Linked DNA regions of Sus scrofa: region 1 is linked to region 2. The links are chromatin contacts, called in public Hi-C maps. All regions are on one chromosome and are shown on one strand. Each heading gives the region's core, a stretch centred on a gene start, on an enhancer-like site or on the middle of the called end of the contact. The rest is flanking DNA. Distances are from core to core; before and after follow the strand shown. Region 1 has its middle 3.8 kb from the start of CDC42BPG. Region 2 holds the start of ATG2A (autophagy related 2A).

Region 1 (4,572 bases), core at 1,278-3,777, 62 kb before region 2:
CTGTGTGCTGTGACCCTTAGCCTCTCTGAATGCCAAGTTCTCAAACAAGTCCATTCCCTGGCCCTTTAGACTTTGTCCTCACCTAGTACAGCAGAGGGAAACTGAGCCTCAGACAGCAAAATCTGAATCCTGCGGGATCTTCATGGGGCAGAGCTGGCACTCGCCCCCCTCCCCGGCCCATCTGGTATGTGATTCTCTTTGGTCCTGTGTTCATTTTTGTCACATCCTTTTTCCAAGCCTCAGTTGCCTTGCCTGTAAAAGGGGGTTGGATCCCCTGCCCTTTTCTTTGCAGTCGTAAAGTTAGAATTCCCCTCAAGACTCATTGTGTATGTGAACCCCTCAGCCTTGACCAGCAGCCAGTCCTGCCCTGCTATCAGAAGCAGTTCTGGGAGTTCCCATCATGGCTCAGCAGTTAACAACCCCACTAGTATCCACAAGGACCCAGGTTCCATCCCCGGCCTGGCTCAGTGGGTTAAGGATCTGGCATTGCCATGAGCTGTAGTGTAGGTCGGAGACGTGGATCAGATTCCACGTTGCTGTGGCTGTGGTGTAGGCCAGTGACTACAGCTCCAATTTGACCCCTGGGAACCTCCACATGCCACGGGTGCGGCCCTAAAAAGACAGAAAGAAAGACAGACAGACAGACAGAAAGAAAGAGACAGACAGAAAGAAAGACAGACAGACAGACAGAAAGAAAGAAAGAAAGAAAGAGAAAAAGAAAAAGAAACAGCCCTGGCACTTGGCCCTGCTCTGCCCAGCAGATCCACCCTCTGATCCCACAGGCGGCAAGGACCCTGGCCGCGGGGGTGGGTGGTCCGCAGGTCAGTGAGTCTGAGCAGAAGAGCTCGGGCAACCCCCTCTTCCCACTGCCTCTTTCTTCGCATTCCTCAGGTCACTGCTTCTTGGAGGCCCACTCAGGTACGCCCCCCATAACCTCACCTCACTCTGCGCCCTTTGGCATTGGGGTGCTGGCACTAGCTCCCACCTGGCCCTGGGGGAGCGGCTTGCAGAGGTTACACCTTGCATTCCCAGGTACTTCTTAGCATTTCAAAGTGAGTGCAGATCTGTTATCTTCCAAGGGCCCTGCTGGAAGGAGGGAGTTATTATTGCCCTCCCTTGTTAAGAGGTTGATACCTCCAGGCCGGGGAGGTGGGTAGTGCCAGCCTCAAGCTCCTTACCCTGATTCCAGGCTTAGGCCAGTGCCTGGCAGCAAAAGGGCAGCATGTGGCATCCAGCCTCTGGGGACAGGGGACAGACTGTGGTGGACTTGATGTCTGAAGGTTTCCGAGAAGTGTCTTAGATGGTGAGAAAAGGAATCTGTCTGTTTCATGACCCAGCTCTAGCCGAAAGAGGGTGGATCAGATGAGGGGGACCCCGAAGAGGGGGAAGGTGGGAGCCCGGTGCAAATGAGTGGCAGGGAACCTAGGTTTTCTGGCCCCCAGAACACAGCCTTTTGGTTCTGGAAGGCGCCCAGATGCAAGAGGCTCCAGGGTCTGTCACATCCGCTGCACATCTTGGGCCTCCTGACCCTGGACTGTGGCTCCCTTTTCCCCAAGGTCAAGGTTCAGCTGCTGTGGCTGGGCTGAGCCTCTCCCAGCCTTGCCTCCAGAAGCCGCCCTCAGCAGAAGGTCCCACGGGGCTAACTAGAGTGGCGGGCCGCCCCTGTCCTTGGCCACACCAGAAGCGCAGCGCCCCGCTCCTGCCTGAGGAGCCGGGGAACAAGGAGGTGGGCTGTGGGATCCTACAGCCCTGCCTACTGTTAACCAGGCCTGTGGCCTCCAGAGGGTGATGTCCAGTCTCTCTGGGTCTCTCTGCACGACAGAGAACTGCCTCTCTCAGGTGTGGGGGACAAATGGCACAGGGAAGGGCCTCCAGTGGTGGCCAGAGCGGGGCTCTCCAGGAGGAGCGCGTGGTTGTGGGTGGGGAGCGCCTGCAGATTTGCCTTGCTGCTCAGCCCCCCCCCCCAGGTTTTATTTAAATGTGTGTCTCCTGGGCTGGGGGTGGGGGGCGATGCAGATGGTGGGATGTAGGGTCCCCACTCCCCAAGCTAGTCCTCGGCAGCCCCCCACGCCCACTTCTCCCTCTCCCCAACCCCAGCACGGCAGGGGTGTGGCTTTTGAAAAGTCCAAGGTCCAAACAGGGGTGGACATATGGTGATTTCATCATCCTGGCTTTTCTTCCAAAAATCTCTGCGCTGCTCCAACAGCCGTAGGGGCTCCCACGCTCACAGCCACAGCGGCTGCAGCCCCATGTGGTTTTATAATCACCAATCCTTCTAGGCGCGCAGGAAGCCAAGCCGGAGCCCCCCTTGGCCACCACACCTCTGGCCCCCGGGCGCCACTAAGTCTGAGAGCCACTTCAGGGAAGGGTGGGTCCTGCCTGCGTTGATCTGGGAGTTGGGTGCGGTGCTGGGCTCCCCCCACCGACCCTCACCCCACCCTGACCAGCCTTCCTGAGGGGCTCAGGAAAGGCGGCCACTCCTGTTGGGCCTTCACAGGCCCCACCTCCGGGCAGCAGGGGTCACTGTTTGCATCTGGGCCCCAGGGAACAGATGGCTGCGCCCCAGCAGGTGGCAGGGCCAGGATTCCACCTCCTGCCTGTGGCCCCGAGGCCTGCCCTCTCCCTGTTTTTGGAGCTGGCTGCTCTGAATGCTGGAGGCAGGACAAGTGGGTGGGCTCCCTAACCTTCCCAGCCTGTTGGTCTTGGGCACGTCCTCTGACCAGTCCATTTGAGATAAGGCACTGGCTTAGATGCATGATTAGTTTTTTGTTTATTGAGGAGTAGAAGAAATGGTTACTACTCTCACATGGAACCTCCAGGTATAAAACAGCTGTGCTGCGGGGCCCAGAGGCAGTGGGTGGGATCTGAGGCATCGCGTGGGCAGGGCGCCCCAAAGTTCTCTGACTCCAGGAGCTCTGGGGCCCCGGGTGGAACTGCAGCCTGACCCCGGACCAGCCTGTAGGAGGGGGCCTTTCACCCAGGATCCTGGCCAGCTGGGATCTGAGGAGTAGGCAAGGGGGAGCCGGCACCCCCAGTTCACACCCACTGCCCTTCCAAACCCCATCAGAGCTGGGAGAAAAATCCCCGCCCCCCACAACCTGTAAAACCCAAACAGGATATGAGCTCCGGGGGAGCATGGGGCAGTTGCCTGCTCTGGGGCCCTCTTCAAGCCTCAGATCAGCAGGCGCTTCCCAGGGCTGGGGCAGCCTTTGGCCACAGCGAAGGGGGTGGGGCAGGCTGGGGAGTGCTGCTCACCCTCCACGCTTCTTTTCTCTTTTTTTTTTTTGGCCGCATGCCACCAGGGAACTCCTCACACTCACGTTTTAAGAGAACCTGTCAGTCCTGTGTTTTCTTTCTTTTTTTTTTCATTTTTCAGGGCCACAACCACAGCATACGGAGGTTCCCAGGCTAGGGGCTGAATCAGAGCTACCGCTGCAGGCCTACGCCACAGCCACAGCCAGGCCAGATCTGAGCTGCATCTGCAACCCACACCACTGCTCACAGCAACGCCGGATCCTTAACCCACTGAGCGAGGCCAGGGATCAAACCCGCAACCTCATGGATGCTAGTCAGGTTACTGCTGCACCATGACGGAAACTCTTGTGTTTTCTTTTTTTGTTTTTGGTTCTTTTTTCATTTTTGGCTACCCTGCAGCATACGGAGTTCCCAGGCCAGGAATCAGAGCCTAGTTGAAGACCTAAGCCGCAGCTGCAGCAACACCAGATTTTTAACCCACTGTGCCAGGCCAGGGATTGAACCCCCAAGATGCCACTGATCCCCTTGTGCCGCAGGGGAACTCCAGCTGGTCTTCTTCGTGCTCCTACAGCTTGCACAGACATGGCCCACTGCCTCTCAGGTGACGCTGGAAATTGAGGGGCTGCCCCAAGCTTTCAGGTCCCCAGGCTGGAGTGAGAGCATTTAATCTTCAGTGTGGGTTTCTCGAACCTGTGTCTATAGCTGCAGACTTTGACGGGTGGGGTGGGCTGTCAGTTTTGGTTTTTTTGGGGGTGGGGTGGGGGCCGCACCCCTGACATGTGGAAGTTCCCCAGCCAGGGATCGAGCTTGAGCTGCAGTAGTGACGCCAGATCTTTAACCTGCCGAGCCACCGGGGAACTCTTGTTTTTTCTTGGAAGGGTAGTTTCCACGTGAAACTTGGGGGTGCATGATGGCTTTGGACTTGGGTGGCTTGAATCTCGTCCCTCGACCCTTGCTCTTCACCTCCCCACATCCCAGGTTCCCAGCGGCGAAATGGAGAGAACGCGAACCTTCGGGTCACGAGGAGCAGGGTGAACCTAGAACCAGGCAAGCCCTGGAAGGGCTGGGAAGCCCCTGCCACCTCAGATGCTGCCATGAGACCAGACACCTGCCACCCAGGCTGGCACACACAGCCTGGCTCTCAAAACCCATAGGCACCTGTTGACATTCTGCCCTTTGCTACAGGTGTGTCTGGAATGGTCTCCGCCCCAGCTGCACCGCCAATCCGCACCCTTCCATGGCGTCGGCTCCCAATGTCTCACCCTTCCCTCTGTGGGTTACAAACGGTGCCCCATCTCTGACATCAGCTGGCCACAT
Region 2 (4,113 bases), core at 1,178-3,677:
GTCGGCAGCCCCCGGCCCTGCAGGCAGAAGAGGGTCTCAGGGCGGGCAGGCCCAGGCCACTCCTGGGTGCCCTGCTCCCCGGCCCTCACCCCCACCCCCTGCCCCAGCTTCGCCCTGCCCTCACCTGGGCCCTGGCGGGGCTGTAAGGTGAGCTGGAGCCCTGACACGTGCACAGTGCAGTGGTCAGTGAGCAGCGCGGCCCAGGGCACAGCCACCTCGATAGAGCCCACGAAGCCTTCCACCAGCTCCAGCGGTGACTCCATGGACTCCAGCACCTCATTCACCGACTGGGAGCAGGCAGGAGACAAAGCCAGCTCAGGGGAGCCCCAGAGCCAGCTGGCTCCCTGGCGCTGCTCTCTGCCTGGCTGGTCCTGCTTGGAGAACGCCCTTGCTACCTAGTACAAGGTACAGTCTTTGCACCATTGTTCCCTACACATGGAGAGTCCCATGTGCGCAGTCTCTCCAACCAGAAGAGGGGAGAGCTGAGGGATGAAGAAGGAGCCCCGCATGGGGACAGCACATGCAAAGGCCTTGCTGAGAGTGGCAGCACCCCCGATCATCCGGGTGAGATGGAGTTTAGGAGAGTGTCCAGGAGAGGCAGGCAGGGGTCTGACCTGAGTGGGAGCGGGCCCCCAGCTCCAGAGACACATGATGTCACGGTCCCTCTCTCTGAGGCGCAGCTCTGGTTTCTGATAGGGGAGATGTACCCCCACCAGTCTGGGAGCTCCCCGCAGGCAGGAGCCCACCTGCCTTCTCGGAGTGACTCCAGGCACTCTGTGTGGTGCCCCCCAGAGAGGGCCTCAGTAAACACTTGCTGGACCCATGAATTAGATACATGACAGAACCAGGAGACCCAAAGAGATCAAGTCCAAATTCCTCACTCAGAGAGCCACAGATGGGAACACTTCAGGGACTAGGCTTGTCACCCTGTATACTATGGGGACAGGGACTGAGACCCATGCCTCATTTCTCATCCTCTCCTGGGGTCCCAGGCACTCTGGGGACCTGCAGGCCAGGCAGCTGGGAGAAGGGCTGGCATCCTGGGAAAGCACCTTCAATCCACCTCGGCCCAAGCCCTCCCTGGAGGCCAAGAGGAAAGCAGCCTAGCTAGGAGCCAATTAAATCCCTAACCAGAGGGCAGGGTGGGTGGGAACACAGAAAGAGGCTGAGGTCAGAGGTCAGAAAAGGTCTCCTGCACCGGGATTCACAGGCAAGAAGTGCCACCAACTCCGGGCTCAGGAGTCTCTGCTCAGGAAGGCCGGCTTCTCCTGCCCAGACTGTATTAAGGCTGAGCACCCTGTCTGCTCCCCCAGAAGACTGAGAAGCCCCTGATTCCATGCCCACCCCTGTTACTTTGGACTGGGGGGCTGACCCAGTGCCAGACCCGGTCTGGTGCCTCTAAGCAACTTTGCAACTTCCCAGGTCAGCTGAACGGTGAGTCACAGCCCCCAGGCTCAGGCCTGACCCAGACTTTACTCCTCTCTGCTTCCCCAAAGTCGCTCTTCTCTGCCTGAGGCCAGGCCTCTCCACCTTTCTCCGAGGGCTTTCCTCTAGGTGGGGATGCCGGATGCCCAAGCCCCTCCCCAAACACCAACTTGGTCCATCCCACTCTCTCCAAAGCAGGAAGTAAGGCAGCGAGGCAGCCACACAAAGTGTTGATCAACACTGGTGCTGACGCGGTTGTTGACATACATATCCCGCGGTGAACCCCACCCCCTGGGCCCAGGGTCGTGGGGTTAGGAGGTCAGGGCACCTTTCCCACAGGTGCCCTCAGCAGGGTCCTGGACCTCTTCCAGACTCCCCTAACCAGCGATATGCCCAAACTCTGTCACTTCCCTGGCCTGGTCCCAACAGAGGCCCCCTGGTTTCTCTGATCCCTCCCCTCCCTTTCCTAAGCCCCATTGGCACCAAGTGCTCAACTCGGGCCTCAAACATGATATGCTTATTCTGTCACTTATCTCCAGATGAGTGACATCCCAATCCTCAGTCTCAGTTTCCCCTCCTGTGAAGCAGAGGCAGGAACCCCCTTCCCGTACAGCTTCTGGCTCTAGAGGCGATCAGCTGGGGTCCCTGTGACCCCTGGAAGGGGCTGGACGCCCAAGGCCTTTCCACCCCGGTGCCTGGTCCCCTAGTCCGATTCTTTCGCAAGGAGCCTCAGGTCGCTGCGCCCCCTCCTCCCCGTTCGGACCCTTCCAGGGCTCCGGCCTGAATCCTCACCCAGATTTCCAGGTGTATATCCCTCAGGGCAACGCTGCCCTTGTATAGATCGAGGCTGAGCTGGTCCAGGCTGAGGTGCTCCTGGAAGAAGTGACCCAAGTAGTGGTGCAGCAAGTAGCGGCAGACCCGCTCTTTCACACAGTTTGACCATGGCCACAGCCATCGTGACATCTCGGAGAGCGCCGGGCCCGGGCCGCCTCCGCTTGCCGCCCGCCAGCGTTCCCCGTCCGGTTGCGCTGTTCACTAGAGCCCCCGGCTCACCCCGCCGCTTCTCTTAGCGCCAGGCCGCACCCCCGGACGCCTGACCACGCCCCCCACGCTTATTGCCATTGGCCACTGGGAAGGGCGAGGCCTCCTGATTGGCCGCGGGGGCGGAGCCTTGAGGCGCGAAAAAGGGACTGGGCTCGCGGTACGATATAGGGCTCCCAATCTTGATTTACGCTTGCGTATAAATTCTGTGTGGGAGGACCTTTAACCTCTCTCCTAAGGGCTCTGGGAAGGCTGTTGTGGCTTGAGGTACCAGCCCCGCAAAGGAATGCGCATGTGCCGACTCGTCCAACTAGTACTTGAGGTAGTTGGGAAGGATTTAAAGGGACAGTGTCCCATCCAACTTCGCTGTGCGCTTTCCAGAAGAATAGTCAGTGCGAGAGCCCCAGCTCGCATCTTTAGAAAGATTAAGTGAATAAACACTTGCATTTTATAAAACGCCTTACCTTCCTTTATCTCATTCAACCTTCACAACGATCTTCTAAGATAGAGATCATTGTCACTATTTTACGGAAAAGAAAAACTGATTTAAACAGAAAGCATCATGAAGGACGTCTTGTCTTCCACTCCTCACCTGAAATGCGGGACAGATTAACTGATCATCCCTTCTCCCTGTAGTTGGCCAGGCCTCTGGCCCCTCCCTGTAACAACAGCAACAACAACAACAATAATAATAACAACAATTTTTTACATCCCAAATCCTCAAACTCAATAGTGGAGTTCTCTTGTGCTGCATCAGGTTAAGGATCCAGTGTTGTCACTGTAATTGCTTGGGTCACTGCTGGGGTGCTGGTTCAATCCCTGGCCTGGGGAACTTTCACATTCTGCTGGAGCAGCCAAAAACAAAAAACAAAAAACACAAACAAACCCAAAACAAAACAAAAACCCAAGACACAAAGGATGGATTCCAACCCCCTTGAGCAGAGATTCATTGTTTGGTATCACCCTTGAGCTAAGAATGGTTTTTACATATTCCAAGAGTTGGAAAAAACCCAAATGGGTAAGATTTCATGATGTGAAAATCATATGAACTTCACTAGTGTGTCCACAAATAAAGTTTTAGTGTTACACAGCCGTGCTTGTTTGAATAAGTATTCTCTAGGGCTCCTTTCTTACCATAGCAGGGTTGAGTACTTGAGACAGAGGCCTACAAAGCCTAATAATTTATTTTCTGGTCCTTTACAGAAAAAGTTTGCCCAGCCCTGCTCCACAAGACCCTAACATCATGATGACTGAAGATGGAATTATAATTCCATTTTAGCTTTAGCAGGGAGATGGACTGCAGTCTAAAGCCAAAATTCAGCCTGAAGCGAGGGCAGCCCCTCTGGCCTGAGGGGCAGGGATCAAGATTCCAGTGCCAGCTCTGTGTGGCTTCAAGCAAGTCCTATTTAAGCTGCTCCTATTGTGAGCCTGTTTTATCACTCTTAACCTGGGGTTGGGCTCATAGGCGGGACAGCTCCTTACCTGGGAGAGACTGAGGAACAGCCTCAGAGAACTGCAGGAAACGCTAAGACCCCCCCTGTCCTAGGAGCCTGGCTAATAGGATGGCTGCTCAGAAAATGATTGTGAAATGAATCAAGAGATCTGCCTGACCCCTGTGACAGGCCAGGGGCAGAGTTGGGTTCACTG

Evidence for each region. A called contact is a pair of places that touch in the nucleus more often than the background predicts.
Region 1: a Hi-C map of mesenteric adipose tissue shows a contact between it and region 2, with 2.7 times the contacts expected there. The contact joins the enhancer-like site here to the promoter of ATG2A in region 2. A contact is called at or near these places in 5 of 47 Hi-C or Micro-C datasets (alveolar macrophages, embryonic fibroblasts, fetal liver and 2 more) and 1 of 2 datasets of contacts at active chromatin or transcription factors (alveolar macrophages).

What each region holds. Positions count from the first base shown.
Region 1 is chr2:7,322,131-7,326,702 of Sscrofa11.1, reverse strand. No RefSeq gene overlaps it. Among named protein-coding and RNA genes, the nearest start is that of CDC42BPG, 3.8 kb to the left of the region's middle. Within about 2 kb of position 2,527, at least 33 of the 83 cell types and tissues checked have an H3K27ac peak or open chromatin away from gene starts, as enhancers often do. A contact at or near this core is called in fetal liver and mesenteric adipose tissue, where this site is marked.
Region 2 is chr2:7,260,345-7,264,457 of Sscrofa11.1, reverse strand. It overlaps ATG2A (autophagy related 2A), which reads right to left and starts at 2,427. Exons shown (of 43, transcript NM_001190278.1): 1 at 2,218-2,427; 2 at 125-287; 3 at 1-17. The coding sequence starts at 2,388.